Regions from separate parts of the Zea mays genome. Here all the other regions are linked to region 1. Evidence: chromatin contacts called from public Hi-C data. All regions are on one chromosome and are shown on one strand. The core of a region is the stretch at or near the end of the contact, and the rest is flanking DNA. Distances in the headings are between cores, read along the strand shown.

Evidence for each region. A called contact is a pair of places that touch in the nucleus more often than the background predicts.
Region 2: a Hi-C map of leaf shows a contact between it and region 1, with 5 times the contacts expected there. The contact joins the promoter of LOC100279503 here to the promoter of LOC100384179 in region 1. A contact is called at or near these places in 2 of 25 Hi-C or Micro-C datasets (ear and leaf).
Region 3: a Hi-C map of leaf shows a contact between it and region 1, with 6 times the contacts expected there. The contact joins the promoter of LOC100273464 here to the promoter of LOC100384179 in region 1. A contact is called at or near these places in 2 of 25 Hi-C or Micro-C datasets (endosperm and leaf).

Annotation. Positions count from the first base shown.
Region 1 is chr5:133,747,661-133,750,523 of Zm-B73-REFERENCE-NAM-5.0, forward strand. It overlaps LOC100384179 (SGNH hydrolase-type esterase superfamily protein), which reads right to left and starts at 1,548. Exons shown (of 5, transcript NM_001176755.1): 1 at 1,178-1,548; 2 at 944-1,101; 3 at 264-503. The coding sequence starts at 1,475.
Region 2 is chr5:133,454,547-133,457,549 of Zm-B73-REFERENCE-NAM-5.0, forward strand. It overlaps LOC100279503 (Topoisomerase II-associated protein PAT1), which reads left to right and starts at 1,429. Exons shown (of 6, transcript NM_001152504.1): 1 at 1,429-1,595; 2 at 1,688-1,841; 3 at 2,369-2,523. The coding sequence starts at 1,832.
Region 3 is chr5:134,249,217-134,252,504 of Zm-B73-REFERENCE-NAM-5.0, forward strand. It overlaps LOC100273464 (lysine ketoglutarate reductase trans-splicing protein), which reads left to right and starts at 1,515. Exons shown (of 14, transcript NM_001156498.2): 1 at 1,515-1,819; 2 at 2,178-2,293; 3 at 2,438-2,543; 4 at 2,633-2,776; 5 at 3,195-3,288. The coding sequence starts at 2,262.

The DNA of each region.
Region 1 (2,863 bases), core at 298-2,797:
AAAACTATAAATAGAATAGCAATATTTCAGGCATAGAAATCCCTAACTATTTCATCAAAGAACTAAACCTTAAATAGAGTAGCACCACGAAGTTGAACCACACAAGTATCACAACTGATGCTCACAGGCTCACAAGGCTAGCAATGGTTAATTAAGCATGATGTCACCAACTCACTGATTTGGACAAGAACATAACTAACAGCCTAGCAAGTAGATACTCTAATGCTGCACTGAATGACCTAACTAGAGAACAAGAAGCACACCTTGATTTCTTGTCTCATTGTGCTTACAAGGAGCTGGTTGAACTCCCAAGGGAGGTACCGCATCTGGACACCAGACACATTGCGAAGGTAGTAGTGGATGAAGTCATTGCTCCCGATGGACACAAAGAACACGGACCTCCTGAATAGGTTGCCCGCTGCCGCCTCCCCAAGAGCCAGTGATAGCTGCTCATATGTGTCCTCGACCTGCTGCACCTGCTGGGTCAGCGATACATGCATTCCCTACAGCACAACCAAGATTACAGCTAGAATCACTCGATTAATTTAAGAACCACAAAACTGACTGAACTGATCATAAAGTAAGAACATTTTTTTTGTAAACCAAATTATGACGATGCTGGCCAGCTAAGGTTAGCACCAGATTTGGGGTAATGGGATTCGTGGGATGATATATGAAGTATAGATGTAGGCCCTCCGTTTCGAATTATAAGTCGTCCCAACTTCTTTGGAAAAATCAAAGTGTTTGACCAAAATTATGAAAAAATTACAAAGATTTCTGCCATTAAATAGACATACTATAAAAATATAATTGATGAAAAATCTAATGATATTCATTTCATGTTATAAATGTTATTTGTTTATTATATAATTTTGCTCAAACTCAAGATGCTTTAACTCTCTAGAAATTTGGGATGACCGTTCGGAGCAGAGGGAGTATATACAAGCTCAGAGCCACTGCTGGAGATGATGCCGGCTGCCGCCGACGCGTAGTTGACGCCTTGTATCATCCCATCAATGTTTGTGAGGCCAACGCCGCCGGCGCCCGTGCGCATGCTCTGTTCAAGGTAGGGAGGCACGAAGGGGAGGCCCAGTCGCTCAGCTGCACAAATCGATCTTTCCAATAAGTGTGGCTGAACCAAACAACGAGAGGAGGCCGCAGAGCCTGCCCTTATTACCGATGTAGTCGACGGGGATGCGGCCGTTGGAGAAGCGCCCCGTGGGGTGGTGCGTGTCGAAGTCCCGGCCATAGGGCTCGCGGTCGGCGCGGGCGAGCGTGCCCAGATAGTTGTTGGTGCCTACGTCGGCCGTTGAGTCGCCGATTACGAAAAGCGCCGGGACCAGCGGTGCGGGTCGCGGGGACGGGGAAGGTGAGGACGGCGAGGCCGCGGCGGCGGCGGCGGCGGCGGCGGCGGCGCATCGGCGGGGACCGGAGAGGAACAGGACTAGGAGGGCAAACAAGGGCGCCACCGCCATTTCCAGCGCGCGCGCTTGGTGGTGGTGGTGAGTTGGCGCGCTCGGGTAGTGCGTAGTGGTGTGCAGTGTGCTCTGGGCCGTTTGGCTTGCCGGCCCGTACGTCGTGTTGTGAAGTACTGAAGTGGGTTGCTGGTCGAATCTAGTTAGGCCTCCCTTTTTATATTTTATTAATTAAAGATGATCTAGTTAGGGGTTAGAATTAGATGATGCTAGAAGAGAAACGCACAAGTAGGCAAGATCAATCAGATATATTTTGGATATATCTAGTACTCTCTCCTTACTGCGGTGATAATAGATCATGATCAAATGTTTTCTTCACAATTCATTTCATTTGAGCCTTTAATCAATTTTAGTTTAAAAATAAATATAAATAAAGTTCGATCCTTATTTAATCCAATCCGTTAATTCTATAATGTAAAATTTAGAGTCCATTGCCACCCTTACTTCTTACTAAATTAAAAGATGTTTTGACTTTTATAGATCTATAATTTTTGTTATGCACCTAGACGTGTTGTATATAGGTATATATCAAAACTATAAATATAGAAATATCAGAATATTTTATAGCTTGGGACGCAGGAAGTAGATAAGTTAATACATTGTCGCACTTTGGCAGGTTGTAACCGGCTGTGTTTGGTCATACCTAGTATTTGGTACATTGCTAATCGATTTCCTCTTCGTTCTTCCTTTTATTTGTGGATTTGTCTCATCTGCTATGATTGAGTACATGTTTCATTATGTTTGTATGGATTCACCTTTGATAATATGTTCTAGGGTTTGTATTTCACTTTCTGAGTCGTAACTCCTACGGATATGTCCATACTTTTGTAGCTTGTGGTGTTGATTTGTTCAGTGTCGCAACTACAATGACTCTTTGTTCTTTTCCAAAGATGTGCTAGGCTTTCTGCCTTTGATGTGTATGTTGGGTGTATATTCCTACTCTTTTTCTCCCTGTGCTTTGTCTCTCTCCCCTCTTGATTACTTTCACCCACTCTAGATATGTCACTAAGTACTAGGGTTGGATGGCCAATGATGTGTTGTATATTTCTAAGCATTACTAGCATGGTCTATGATGTGTTGTACATTTTTAGCATTGCTAGATTCATGGGCACTTGGTTGTGCAAACTTGTGATATCCCAATTTTCTGAAAAGAGGTTAAATTTCTTTTTTCTCCTTTCTTTCATGTTCTGTGGCATTGGGGTTTGGAGTTTCAGGAGGCATTCCTCACAGAAACAATAGATCTTTTGGCATTTTTTCCGCTGGGGTGTTACAGTTGAGCTCTGATGGGAGAGCGTGTTCGGGCCTTTGATCTCGATCCGATGGATGGGTGCCCCCCTCCTTCCCAACCCTAGCCGACCCCCTCTCCTTCTCCCCTTTTGGCCGCCCCC
Region 2 (3,003 bases), core at 179-2,678, 290 kb before region 1:
CGTACAAGCTAAGGGCTTCATAATCTTCAAGAAGAGGTTGTGGACCAATAAGAACTTCCTCTAGATCCGTGCTCACATGGTCTAGACCTTGTGCAATTTCAGTAACAACACTTATGGCATTAATCAGACTATTCTTGTGCAGGTACTCTACATAATCAAGCACATGGTTGCGTCTGGTCAACCTCCTCAACTCATCGGCTGAGACTTGCATCTATCTAATGACGTCTAAAACACCATTCCAAACTCTATTTAATCTCTATGCCTACACAAAAAATCGAAGAATGAGATTCTCTGACACATCAATATTGCCAATCCAAATCTATAATGTTCCTAACACTAAAACATACCGAATCATGTGTGCTGGATTATCGATGGCGCAAGCGTATTCTGCTAGTGCCATAAAGAATGTTGCTCGTGTCGAGCGAGGCACCCACGGTGGCTGTGCCCCTACTCCTAACAATGTCATTTGCCTACGTTTTGTCATAGATTCTGTATAGTTATGTAAACTCAAGTATAGTTCTGTAAACTCAAATAGTCACTAAAATAGTGACTGCGTATAGTTCTATAAACTCAAATGGTGACTGAGTTGAGGGTAACGAGATAATTTGGAATAGGGACTCAGTTTTGTAAACGTAATAGTGACTGAACCATTACAAATTCATGTGACTGAACCATTCCAAATTCATGTGACGCAATAGTGACTGAACCATGTCAAATTCATGTACTCTGCTTTCTGATGGCGTCTAAAATCTAATAGTGAATGAAACATGCAGTAATATAGCAAGAACAAATATAAATCTCTTACCAAACTACCATGGTCTTGAGGAGTAATGAGAAAAGGGGAGCTTGGACTGCATCGACGCCTCCATTTCCGACGAGCGCGAACCAAGAGCGGCTAGGAGAAATGGATGACGACTACTCATGGACGAGAGCGCTCTCGGCAGCGTGGAAAGGGGAGCTTGGACTGCATCGACGCCTCCATTTTCAACGAGCGCGAACCAAGAGCGGCTAGGAGAAATGGATGACGACTACTCATGGACGAGTCTAACTTGAGATGTGTTTTTAGCAACAGGATGACAAGTAGAGAGGAGAAAATCCAGTAACAGCCGCCGTGAGAGAGCCCGGCGTGAGAAAACTATAGACAGGGTTTAAAACACATACGATAACCAATCTTCAATATGGCAGATGTTATAATACTAGAATCCTAATTATCTGTCTTGGAGTAATAATTTTAAGAAGTTGGAATACCTGAGTTTTTTTTAAAAAAAACTCGACAGACGGTTGTAATGGGAAACAAAAAAAAAATCCAAAGATAATGTCCCTATCTTTAGGGCCGGTGCTTTCTCACGGGAAAAGAAGGAAAAAAAAGCCTCGTCCAGTCGTCCCAGTCCCGACCCCTTCCGCCTCCGGGACTCCTGCCTACGTCATACCATCGGGCAGCCGAACCCTCGATTGGCCGCCGCCGCCGTAAGAGAGACCGACGTCCTCCTTCCACTGCCGAGCGACACCTCGAATTTCTCTCTCATCGTCATCCCTTCTCCCCTTTATTCGCGTCGCGCATCTGGGAGATCCAGCCAGCGTGATTTGTGTTATCGGTAAGGAATTGTTCATGTAGGAGTTTCGTTTTGGTTTCTCTTTGCTGCGAGTCCATGCAGTCAGATCCGTGTCTCGCTTACTCCCCGTGCAGGTAGCTTTGGATTTGTTTGTGACCCGGCGCTAACCCAACCCATCCGGTGGTGGATTCAGCTTCTTGGATACCTTGGTGGCGGATGTTCTGCTCGTAGCAACTTGTCTCCCAGAATTTTTTTGGGGGCTAGACGCTACCCCTGCCATGGAATCAGGTGTTCAATCAATTCCTCCTAGTTTATTTGTATTCCCATGAGTGTACATTTTTCATTTGGTTCTTATGATAGCGATTGGAGTTGTTCCGGTGAACCATATTCGTTTCCCCTTGACTTTTCTTTTTTTTTTCAGATTATTTACACTGTCAATAAACAGTTTTTCCGAAATCAATGAGTTGAGATTTTTCTATGGGGTTTGTTGGCATTTGATATTATCTTAACAATTGGTTGAATAATTTTGCTACAGCGGTCATGGATAGCTAATGACGTCTGTTGCAGTTAGTTCTGATGTCCACCATTGCTTGGATTAGCTTTTAGTCTAGTGAGGGAATAGGTTGTGAATCTCCAATGGTTCTGATGCAGTGTTCCGTTTTGAGCTCATTTTAAGCTGCCTTACTGCTGGGAACTTCTTTGAAGCTGTTGTACTCTGTAACAATTTCTTAGCCTGCTATATCTAGTCTTGTTTTTGCTATATTTGCCCTATGGCATCTGATACTGATTGCCAGATTATTGATATCCCTGTACAGGCGATACCAAATTTGATGCATCACAGTATGCTTTCTTTGGCAACAATGCCGTGGAGGAGGTTGAACTAGGTGGATTGGATGATGATGATGATGCTGCATTTATTGAGCACGAAGATGAAGAAAACCCTCTTTATGGGAGGGATAATATGTTGGAGGTAGTGTAGATGATCATTTTTTGTGCTTGACAGAGCTTACATATGTTTGAAGTGATAAATGTTATCGATTTTTTTCTTTGTTGATAACAAAGATGACACAGTGAATAAGTTATATGTTTGTGGTTTTATAAACCAAAGAATTGTTAGTTATTATGAAGCTTCCTTTTACATGAGAAGGTAGCATGCTCACTTTTCAATTTAGAACTTGAGGGATGAGTCTTGAAGGAGTTGATTTGACCATTCTTTGCTTGCTCTCTATTATCATTCTGTTTGTCATTCGGAGCCTGGTAGAGGGTACCAACAATTTTGTGTCACGTAAGTTCATACATGCTGGCATTGTCATTTTTGTGATTCTGAAAACATTCAACGCTGATACAACTGAAAGCCTGTGAAATAACAGTCATATTTTTGGGGTTGGTGTGACATTACCAAACATATATCACCTTGAAATTTTGGAAGATGGCATTGTGGTTTTTGCAA
Region 3 (3,288 bases), core at 265-2,764, 500 kb after region 1:
ACTTAGATAAGATTGTTCACATGTGATGGTAAATAGAGATGGCACATATAAGGAAAATAATGTCTCCTTTAATATTTGTATTACAAATTGGGTATTAAAGAAGCCCCTGACGATTGGGTCCCATGTGTAGGTGACATAGGCGTGTGTGCGTGCGATCGACCGGCGAACCCCACTTGTAAGCGACGTCCAGTGTATGTGCGCGAGACCCGAACTGAGGAGTGGGCCCGTTGCGTCAGTCATAAGAGTGGGCTGCCACGCGCCAATGGGCCGCGGTGTTAAGGGCTACCGTTGTATGCTAGGTCGGGAAGAGGGATTCGGCCCACGGGTCGGCTTTACCTTTTTTCTTTTCTGTTTTCACTTTCCTAATTTCAAATCAAGTTTGAATTCAAATTTCGAATTACCTATAAATATAGTTCAAACTTCAAGCCAATTTAGATGCACAAATTAAAATCTCGGCATGGATGCAAAGTTTCTTTTACTTATTTATTACTTACTTTAATAAATGTCTCTAAATATAATATTGATGAAAGGAGTATTCACTCAAATAAATAGTCGAAAGTAAAGCGTAGATCCTGTCTGAATGAAAGAGATTTCGTAAGTAATTCAGTAAGTAAGGCAGATCCTTAATGCTGAAGAAGAGTTGGGATGCGATATGATAGCACTCCTATATTTTGAGAAGCTGCCCTCGAATTCCTTCGTTGAAAGAACGAAATTAGTATCGGAACTCCTACTTCTAACTGAAATTGGTAGCTGCAAAGTAAAGTTAAATAGCGAAAGGATAAGACAAGGGAAGGAGTCTCATTATTGCTATATTTTGACAAGCTAAATCCTCCTATTATTTATTTTTCTGAGATTAAAAATTATGTTTAAAATTTAAAAAGTCCAATCTAGATTTGAGTCATCGAAGTTTAATGCTATCCTTATTTATTTTTAAGATCATAACTCCAAAGTAGAAAAACATGTATTAAGGACAATTTAACCTATGTTTATTGAACAAAAATTTCTTGAATCCCAAAGATTTGGGGTTTTACATCTAGAGAAGCATGCTCATCAGTTTCGCCCGGGCACTTGCTGGGATGATGAGATTGAGGAGAAGCATCCTATACGTGTCGTGGATTCGTGTGGTTGGCCACGAGTTGATTATACAAAAATATAAGTTTTTTTAATGGGGTTGACACACGACGACCGTTGAACCTATTGGTTTACCGAGTAAAGAAATTATATAATTTTGTTACTAAAATCGGACGCGAAAAAACTTTCTTTTATTTGATCGTATAAATTATTGATCCGTGGAATGCATTTGGAAAAAATCGATAGCGCAGCACACCGGGGAAACAGGAGAGGATGCCACAATGTTAGAGCATTTTGACAAGGGTAGAACCGTAGAGCTCAGATAGGGCGTGGTGGTGATTTGTGAATGATTGCTTGCCATGTGTGGGACAACCAGATCCTGTGCTGCGCCCAGCTCAACAATCCCAAATTCCATTACTGCCCACCTGCATCGTCCTCTCTGTAGGCTGCGGTGTTTGCATCGTCCAAAACTCCAAATACATACATACAACATGCTAGCCTAGTCCTCTTCTAGTCGCCTCTACCCAGTTACTTGCATCGCCCCGTCAAGCACGCCGCCGGCACGCGGCCCTCGGTCTCCCCGCCGCGCCCTCTGCCTCCGCCCGAACAAAGCCGTCTCGCCGTCGCGTTGCCTTCCTTACCGTCCACCGCGGGCAGCCGTCCTAGTACTCGGTTGGTCCTCCCCTGCTGCCCTTCTACGGTGGAGGAGCGGAGATCCTGCCGTTTTCCGGCTGATTTCTTCTAATTGGTATGCCCGGGTTGATTTCACCGTGTCGTGATTTGTCCGGACGGTGCAAGTCCAAATCTTTCCTCGCCACTGCATAAAAATTTAAATTTTTGCTGCGAGATTCCGTCCCGGTCGTCTCAATCTCAAAGTCTATACGCGTCTCTTGTTAGACTAGTCGCAAGTTGGTCATGGCTTCGAGATCGACTTCTTAGTCTTCTCAAGTCTATACGCGTCTATTGACAGAAATAACAAAAAAGTTTCCCCCCCCTTTTCAGCATCGTACCCTGCTTAATAATTGCTCTGTTCGGCAAAATACCTTGCTTGGCAAGAAGATCTGATTTGTTCTTTCTCTCTCCCTCTTTTGGCTCAACAACTGCAGCGGGGCAAGTTCCGTGGATAGTCAATACTGCTTGTGCTGTTGAGCTAATATTAAGTTCCTGCTGGGAGAACTTCTGCAGTTCCTATGGCAAAGCCTCTCAATGGCAGTGGCCGTAGGTATGTTCACTACCACATCCACAAACTTCATAAGCAGTTCTTGTTCAGTCTGTAGATTTAACTGCTAGTGTACCTAATGTTGGGCAATTTTATGTCCTCGGTGCCACTCATCGTAATTTTACTGCCAATTTTTGTTATTAACAGCATGCCAAGATCGAATGAGGGAATGCGGCTCATATTTTCGGCAGTTGTAGGTGTCATGCTGGGTTACCTGTTTGGGATCTCCTTCCCTACAGTCAACATAACCAAGGTAAATTGACACACTTGCCTCTCTTGTTTTTGTGTCTCATATACTTGCTTTAGAGAAGGGGGAAAACACTACTCTAATGTGGCTTGCAGCTTCACTTCCCTTCGAGTATCATCTCTTATATCGAAGATAGGAACTCTGGCATCACAACCCAGACATTGTTGAACCATGCTTGGGCATCTGCAAACAATCATAAAAAGAATAGTTCTGAATCTAACACTGATGAAATTCCCGAGGTACTTCAACACACTACTGCCTTCTTGTGTTGCCATATTAGCTGTATACTTATATGTCTGTATTGGCCTAAATTAGGTATCGTATTTGTTATTTTTTGTGGTCCATTCCTAATTGTTTATTTTTATACATATGTTACTGCTGTGTCTCATGACAATGTTAATGTTAAGCTTACCAAGTATGTCAAGGGCTCAAGGCTGTAAATCTAGGGTCTCTTTTCAATGTCGATAGGTAGATCAACTATTACCTAATTACCTTCAAGGGAACTGTGGTAGTTGGTGGCTCAGTTTTGTACTGTAAACAATACTAGCCATCTATATTTGACCTTTATTACTGCATATAACTTATTTATCTTAGCAATAGATAGTTTATGCTCTTTCCCCCCTTTTTCTCAAAATGATCACACAATTATGTGTGCAGATTTATGTTCCTACAAACCCAAAAGGTGCTGAGAGACTTCCACCAGGCATTGTAGTGTCTGAAACAGATCTTTATCCCCGAAGACTATGGGGTG